Linked DNA regions of Mus musculus: region 1 is linked to region 2. A link is a contact called in public HiChIP or PLAC-seq data. All regions are on one chromosome and are shown on one strand. Each heading gives the region's core, a stretch centred on a gene start, on an enhancer-like site or on the middle of the called end of the contact. The rest is flanking DNA. Distances are from core to core; before and after follow the strand shown. Region 1 overlaps Mtarc2 (mitochondrial amidoxime reducing component 2). Region 2 has its middle 110 kb from the start of Dusp10.

What was found. HiChIP or PLAC-seq counts read pairs in DNA pulled down with a chosen protein or histone mark.
Region 1: a FOXA1 HiChIP or PLAC-seq map of pancreatic cancer cells shows a contact between it and region 2. The contact joins two enhancer-like sites. A contact is called at or near these places in 1 of 39 promoter capture datasets (hippocampal neurons), 1 of 115 datasets of contacts at active chromatin or transcription factors (pancreatic cancer cells) and 1 of 9 other capture datasets (liver).

The regions. Positions count from the first base shown.
Region 1 is chr1:184,824,042-184,826,741 of GRCm38.p6, reverse strand. The region is part of intron 4 of Mtarc2 (mitochondrial amidoxime reducing component 2); the gene reads left to right. Among named protein-coding and RNA genes, the nearest start is that of Mir1981, 2.9 kb to the right of the region's middle. Within about 2 kb of position 1,446, at least 19 of the 459 cell types and tissues checked have an H3K27ac peak or open chromatin away from gene starts, as enhancers often do. A contact at or near this core is called in pancreatic cancer cells, where this site is marked.
Region 2 is chr1:184,139,069-184,141,768 of GRCm38.p6, reverse strand. No RefSeq gene overlaps it. Among named protein-coding and RNA genes, the nearest start is that of Dusp10, 110 kb to the right of the region's middle. Within about 2 kb of position 1,433, at least 48 of the 459 cell types and tissues checked have an H3K27ac peak or open chromatin away from gene starts, as enhancers often do. A contact at or near this core is called in pancreatic cancer cells, where this site is marked.

The DNA.
Region 1 (2,700 bases), core at 197-2,696, 680 kb before region 2:
TGGAGCACCCTCCCTGCCTGTACCCTGGAGAACCTGAACTGGGTCACAGGTGGGCCTCATGGTCCGTCCCCAGCACAGGTACAAGCTCAGCCCAGCTGGTATTGCTTCTCTCTCTGATGTTCCCCTGGTCTCTGTGGTGTTCTTAAATACCAACCGCTGGTAGGTAAGACCCCACGCTGGCTTCCATTGTCACGTGATGTATGCTTTCTCTCTGGCCAATGAATCTATGTATTATGATCATGTATAGGTATAATATATTTTATATGGTGAGATGTATATATAGTCCTAGCTGTGGATATAAACGTGTCTGCTTATAGAGAGGTAAGAAGTGAACAAGAGAGTAAAAGTAAGGGTTTTTCTGTGCCCTCTGCTCTGACGAGGGACACAGAGACCTTTATATTTGTTAACAGCTTCGGGCACTATAGCTAGGCAGATTCTGAGCTATTCTAACCAGACAGTGCAGGCCTAGCCTACTTCCCCCACGTGGCCCATTACCTGCCATCTTGGTCTTATCCAGCACTTTTCTCTTCATCTGTGTCCCGATGGCCAACTTCCCTGGTCCCCACCGGAGACCCTCTCCATCTGGGTTATAATCTCTCTGGGCTTGGAAGTCCCATCTTTCCTCTCTTGCCCAGCTATTGGCTGTTCAGTTCTTTATTTTAACCAATCAGATGGTGATGGAGTATAATGTTTTACAAAATACTGAATCAGGTGATACTTTAATGACAGTAGCAAAGTTCTGACTGCCACCAGATCTCTGGGTACAGAAGTCAGCATTTGAATACACAGTGCACTAAACACCCCCCCCCCCCAACAAAAGACGCTCTCTCTATATTAGGTCTAGTTTAACTTTCCTACATTTAAAACAAATACTTGTATGGATTGTGATGACTGTCTCACGCTGTTTGTGTGTGATTCACCCCCCTCCTTGCCCCCAGCTCTTCCGTCATCTTTTTCTCAGGGTCTTGCATCAGGTGGAAAGCCTGGTGTAGTCTTAGTTTTCCTATTTACAAAGCGTGCACAGCCTGACAGAAAATCCCCAGGATGGGCTGGCTGGAGAGGTGGCTCCGCAGTTAGCGCACTGGCTGCTCTTGCAGAGGACCCACATCTGGTTCCCAGCACCTGCATGGTGGCTCACAGATCTCTACAGCCCCAGAGCTTGAGGATGCAATTCTGTCTTTGGGCTTCCTCACGCACTGCGTGCACATAAACACATGCAGAACACCGGCACACTGTTAAAAAATAGTAACAATAAAAACATTCTCAGTGTCATTGCACAGAGTGGAGCCCATAACACAGAGTATCATTCCCGTCTCCCACCCCCCTTTTTTCCTTGACCATTTCTCTTCCCTTTTCTCTCTTCCCACTCAAATTCCTCCTCGCTCTGACTAGGGGCTCGATTTTGTAAGAGTGCAGCTTGGTTTTTAAACCAGCAGGGGGCGCACTAGACTTTTCTAACGGTTTCCTGGTTTGTGGAGCCCCTGGAATCCTGCTGGATAGTGCGTTTCTTTGCGTTGATATGTCTAGTGAATATTAAACTCCTCCATGGTGAATTTAATTTTGAGTTATTTAAAACCCACTTTTTTCCTTTAGAAACTAAATTAACCATTGCGTTTAAGCTTAAACGTGGTCGTTTTTCAAATCAGCGTTTTTGAACCAAAATGTGAACAATGATCAGATGAGGATGGGTGCCTAATAAAGTCATTAACAGGACGCAGTCAGAGCTAGAATTTGGAGGCGTTAAGGACAGATTGTAGGAAGCCAGATAAACTGCTAAGGAGCCCTGCACTTGACCTATGGAACATTTGACCTAGTTGAGCTAAAACCCTAACTGAACATGTCAAGGTCGCTGGCTTTCTGTGAAAGCCATAGTGCAGAATTCCACAGACAAATAGCTTGGAATGTTGAACTCATTGTCACTTGGAGTAAGGGAATTGGGAGTTGGCGAGCCTTGGTGCCAAGCTGTCTTTGGCTCACATGCTTGTGGCTGCAGCGCCCTCGTGTGGTGAAAGGAGCGTAGAACCCCTGCCCGCTTACAGTCCTGGGCCCTTTGCCTTTCAGACAGGCGCTGTACTGGTCACCCTCCAGCGGGAGGTTTGCCACGTGCTGTCTTTGGTGTTCCACTGTTTGAACACCGTTTGTCACATGGTGTGACCTTGGCTTTTACAAAGCTTACGTAGTTCCTGGGCCAACGGATTGCTTGGAACATCGTGTTTATTTCCACCAGAAGCAGTTTCTTGGAGGGTAACTGGGGACCCAGGGCATCTGTGGAGACCTCTGTACTGTTGCTGTGGTCACATTGGGTGGGAGGTGTCTGGTTTTGAAGACCCAGTTTGTACTGGGATACTAATTGTGCTTTGCTCAATAATGCCTATAGACCCAAGGGAGGAGCTAGTTTGCCTTTGAATGCAGAGTGGATCATGATGTCATAGCCAGTTGCAGAAGGGAGACTAGGTGGTGCTCCTTCCTGCCTTTGCTCTGCCCTCCTTAGAAACTTAAGTCCCTCTCAGGCCCTGAGGGAGTCAAAGCCACCAGCTAACCAGGGGTCAGTTCTTCCTCGTATATGTCTCTGGGCATCTATTTAGAAGCCTCACCTGGTTGACGTCAGTTTCTAAGGACCATTGTTTGCATCTGATTGTAGGCATCTTCAAATGCCCCATTTCTCCTAGAGGCCCAGACAAAGGAGTGTACGGATTATCA
Region 2 (2,700 bases), core at 184-2,683:
GTCCCGTTTGGTTATTTGATTACAGTGCTGTCAAGCAGTTAGGCCAGTCTCAAGTTGCCAGCCTTGTACAGAACATGTGTGGAAGAACAAGACATATGGCCTTGGTCTTTTCACTCTAAGGGCTACATGCTTCTTGTCACATGAACTGACTACAGATCATCAGCAATAGCAATGCACGGTCGGAAGTCTGTAAGGCATCTCTTAGGTTGTAGAGACGTTCACCTGCTGTTTCCATCTATGCTTCTTCTCCTTAACATTCGTTTCAGCAGGAGGCTGCTGAGACTCATGACTGACGGTCAGGATTGGACACAGGCCCACAGACTGAGTCTGCAGTTGGCTTCGATGTCATTACGGATCTGTGGTAGTTACTTTTCTGTTGCTGTGATAAACTTCTTGACAGAAGCAAGTTAAGAAAAAAAAATGGATCCATTTTTGGCTCGTAGTTCCAGTGGACATAGGAAGGCATGGTAGAGGAGTATGCGGCCAGCCTGCCTGTCAGGAGCAGAGTTCTCATATTTTATCTACACAAAGGAAGCAGAGAAAGGGGGGACAGGAAGTAGAATCTGGCTATAAGTCTCCACTACCGTCCCAAGTGATGTGTTTCCTCCAGCAAAACCCCACCTCCTAATGGTTCCTTAACTTCCCCCAAACAGAACCACCAACTGGAGATTGATTGTTCAAGTTCATGAGCCTGTGAAGGATATATCTCATTTAAACCAACACAAAAGAAATTTGTTCTATTTGGAGATCTCTAGAGATCTCTGAGAGAAACAGAAAGCTGAAAGCAGCAGCTTATGACCAGGAAAGGATAGGAATGAGCAATATTGTTGGGAACATCTGGGTTGGGCTTGTAACAGGAGAGGGGACCGGTTGAATGGGTCTGATGATAGAAGAATCGGGAAATCACAGAAGCATGTGATACGTCACATCAGACACATGACGTCACAGAGCCCACATACCACAGTCTGGCTGTAACTCGAGGGAGAAGTATACTCATCCAATTACTTTCCTTGGCACCTTAACCATCTATTTACAAGCTCTTAGGAGCTTAAATTACCCCAGGGCTGGGATGACAATATGAGTCTCCAGAATAAACAAATCCAACTTTATGGCAGGATGAGTCATCAACGGGAGGCCATTACAGCCATAGGCTAGTTCTCTTACAGGAGTGAACCCAGCCTGCATTATAACCCAGGAAGGGCACCTGTCCTTCCTCTACCTGGGGAAGAAAAAAAACAACAAGAGAGTTTCCATCCACAGGGTGACAGTTTTGACTAATCTTTTGGACAAGATTTTAGCTATTCTTAGATTTATAAATGAGTCAAATGTTGGTGTCTCGAATCTCAAGTGATTGGATTTCTTAACGCTATTGAGTAGGAACTGGCCTATGACTACTTTCATTGTTTTTCTGATCTCTCGGGTCAGCCCTACATTCCTGAGATTGAAAATAAACGTAATACAGTGCAAGCTGGGAGACTGGGAGCTGCATCACTTTTGTGGTTGCTGTGATAAAAATGCCAGGACCAAAAGCAACTCAGGGAATAAAATGTTTATTTTAACTTACAATTCTAGAGAGATGGAGTCCATCTTAGCAGCAGAGCTGCATGGAGGTGGGAGCAGGAAACTGGCTGATGACATTTTCTTCCACACACAGGAAGTGAGAAGAGAAGGAGGAGGGAGGAGAGAGACAGACAAACAGTCTAATGGGGGGAAGGGGAAGAGAGGCAGAGAGAGAGAGAGAGTAGGGAGGCTATAAAACCTCAATGTCTAGCCATGATGCATTCCTTCCAGTAAAGTTGAACCTCCTGAGAGTCCTACTACCTCCTCAAACAGTACCTCTAACTCAGTACCAAGTATTCAAATACGCAGGCTATCTCTCATTCAAACTACTACAGGAGCCACTGAAAACTTACTTCCACAAAATAAAACTTCCAAACAATAAATGGGCCGATAGACTGAACAGAGACTTCTTAAAAGAAGAAACCAAAATGAGCAGACAAAATTGAAATGTTCAGCATGCTTAGCCATTGTGTGGATGCAAATGAAGATCACTTTGAGTGCCCATCTCTTCCCACTGAGAGCATCAATCATCAAGAAAAGAAATGGCAACAAACACTGGTAGAAATGTGGGGAAAAGAGACACCTTATTCACTGGTGGTGGGAGGGCAAACATAGATGGGTAAGTGTACATTTATATGGAACCCACAGGCTTCAGAATAACTAAAGCAACCTGAATTCAAAGTGTGAGCAATCAGTCTTGGTACTGAGACCCATGAAATGGCCACAGGAATTGTGATAATATGGTAAGATGGCTCACTGGGTTAAGGAGCTTAAGGTCAAGGCTAATCTGGCGTTATTTCATCCCTGGATAATGTGTGGTGCAAGGAGTATCAGTCAGTCCCCTGGCATTGTCCTCTGAACCACACACAAGCATGGAATAGTATATATGAACATATATACACACACACTCACTCACACACACACATGGGGAAGATAGATAGACAGACAGACGGATCTAAAATACATAAATGTAAACAAGCAAAAAAATAGTCACTGCTCAGTTATATTAAACTCAGGAAAAAAACTCATGCATGATATTTGCTCATCAGTGGATTTTTGTGAGTTGCCTGCACTCAATAAAAACCAAAGATTAGCACTATGCTTTACTGTATCTTGTCATTTCTACAGTGAACCCTTTAA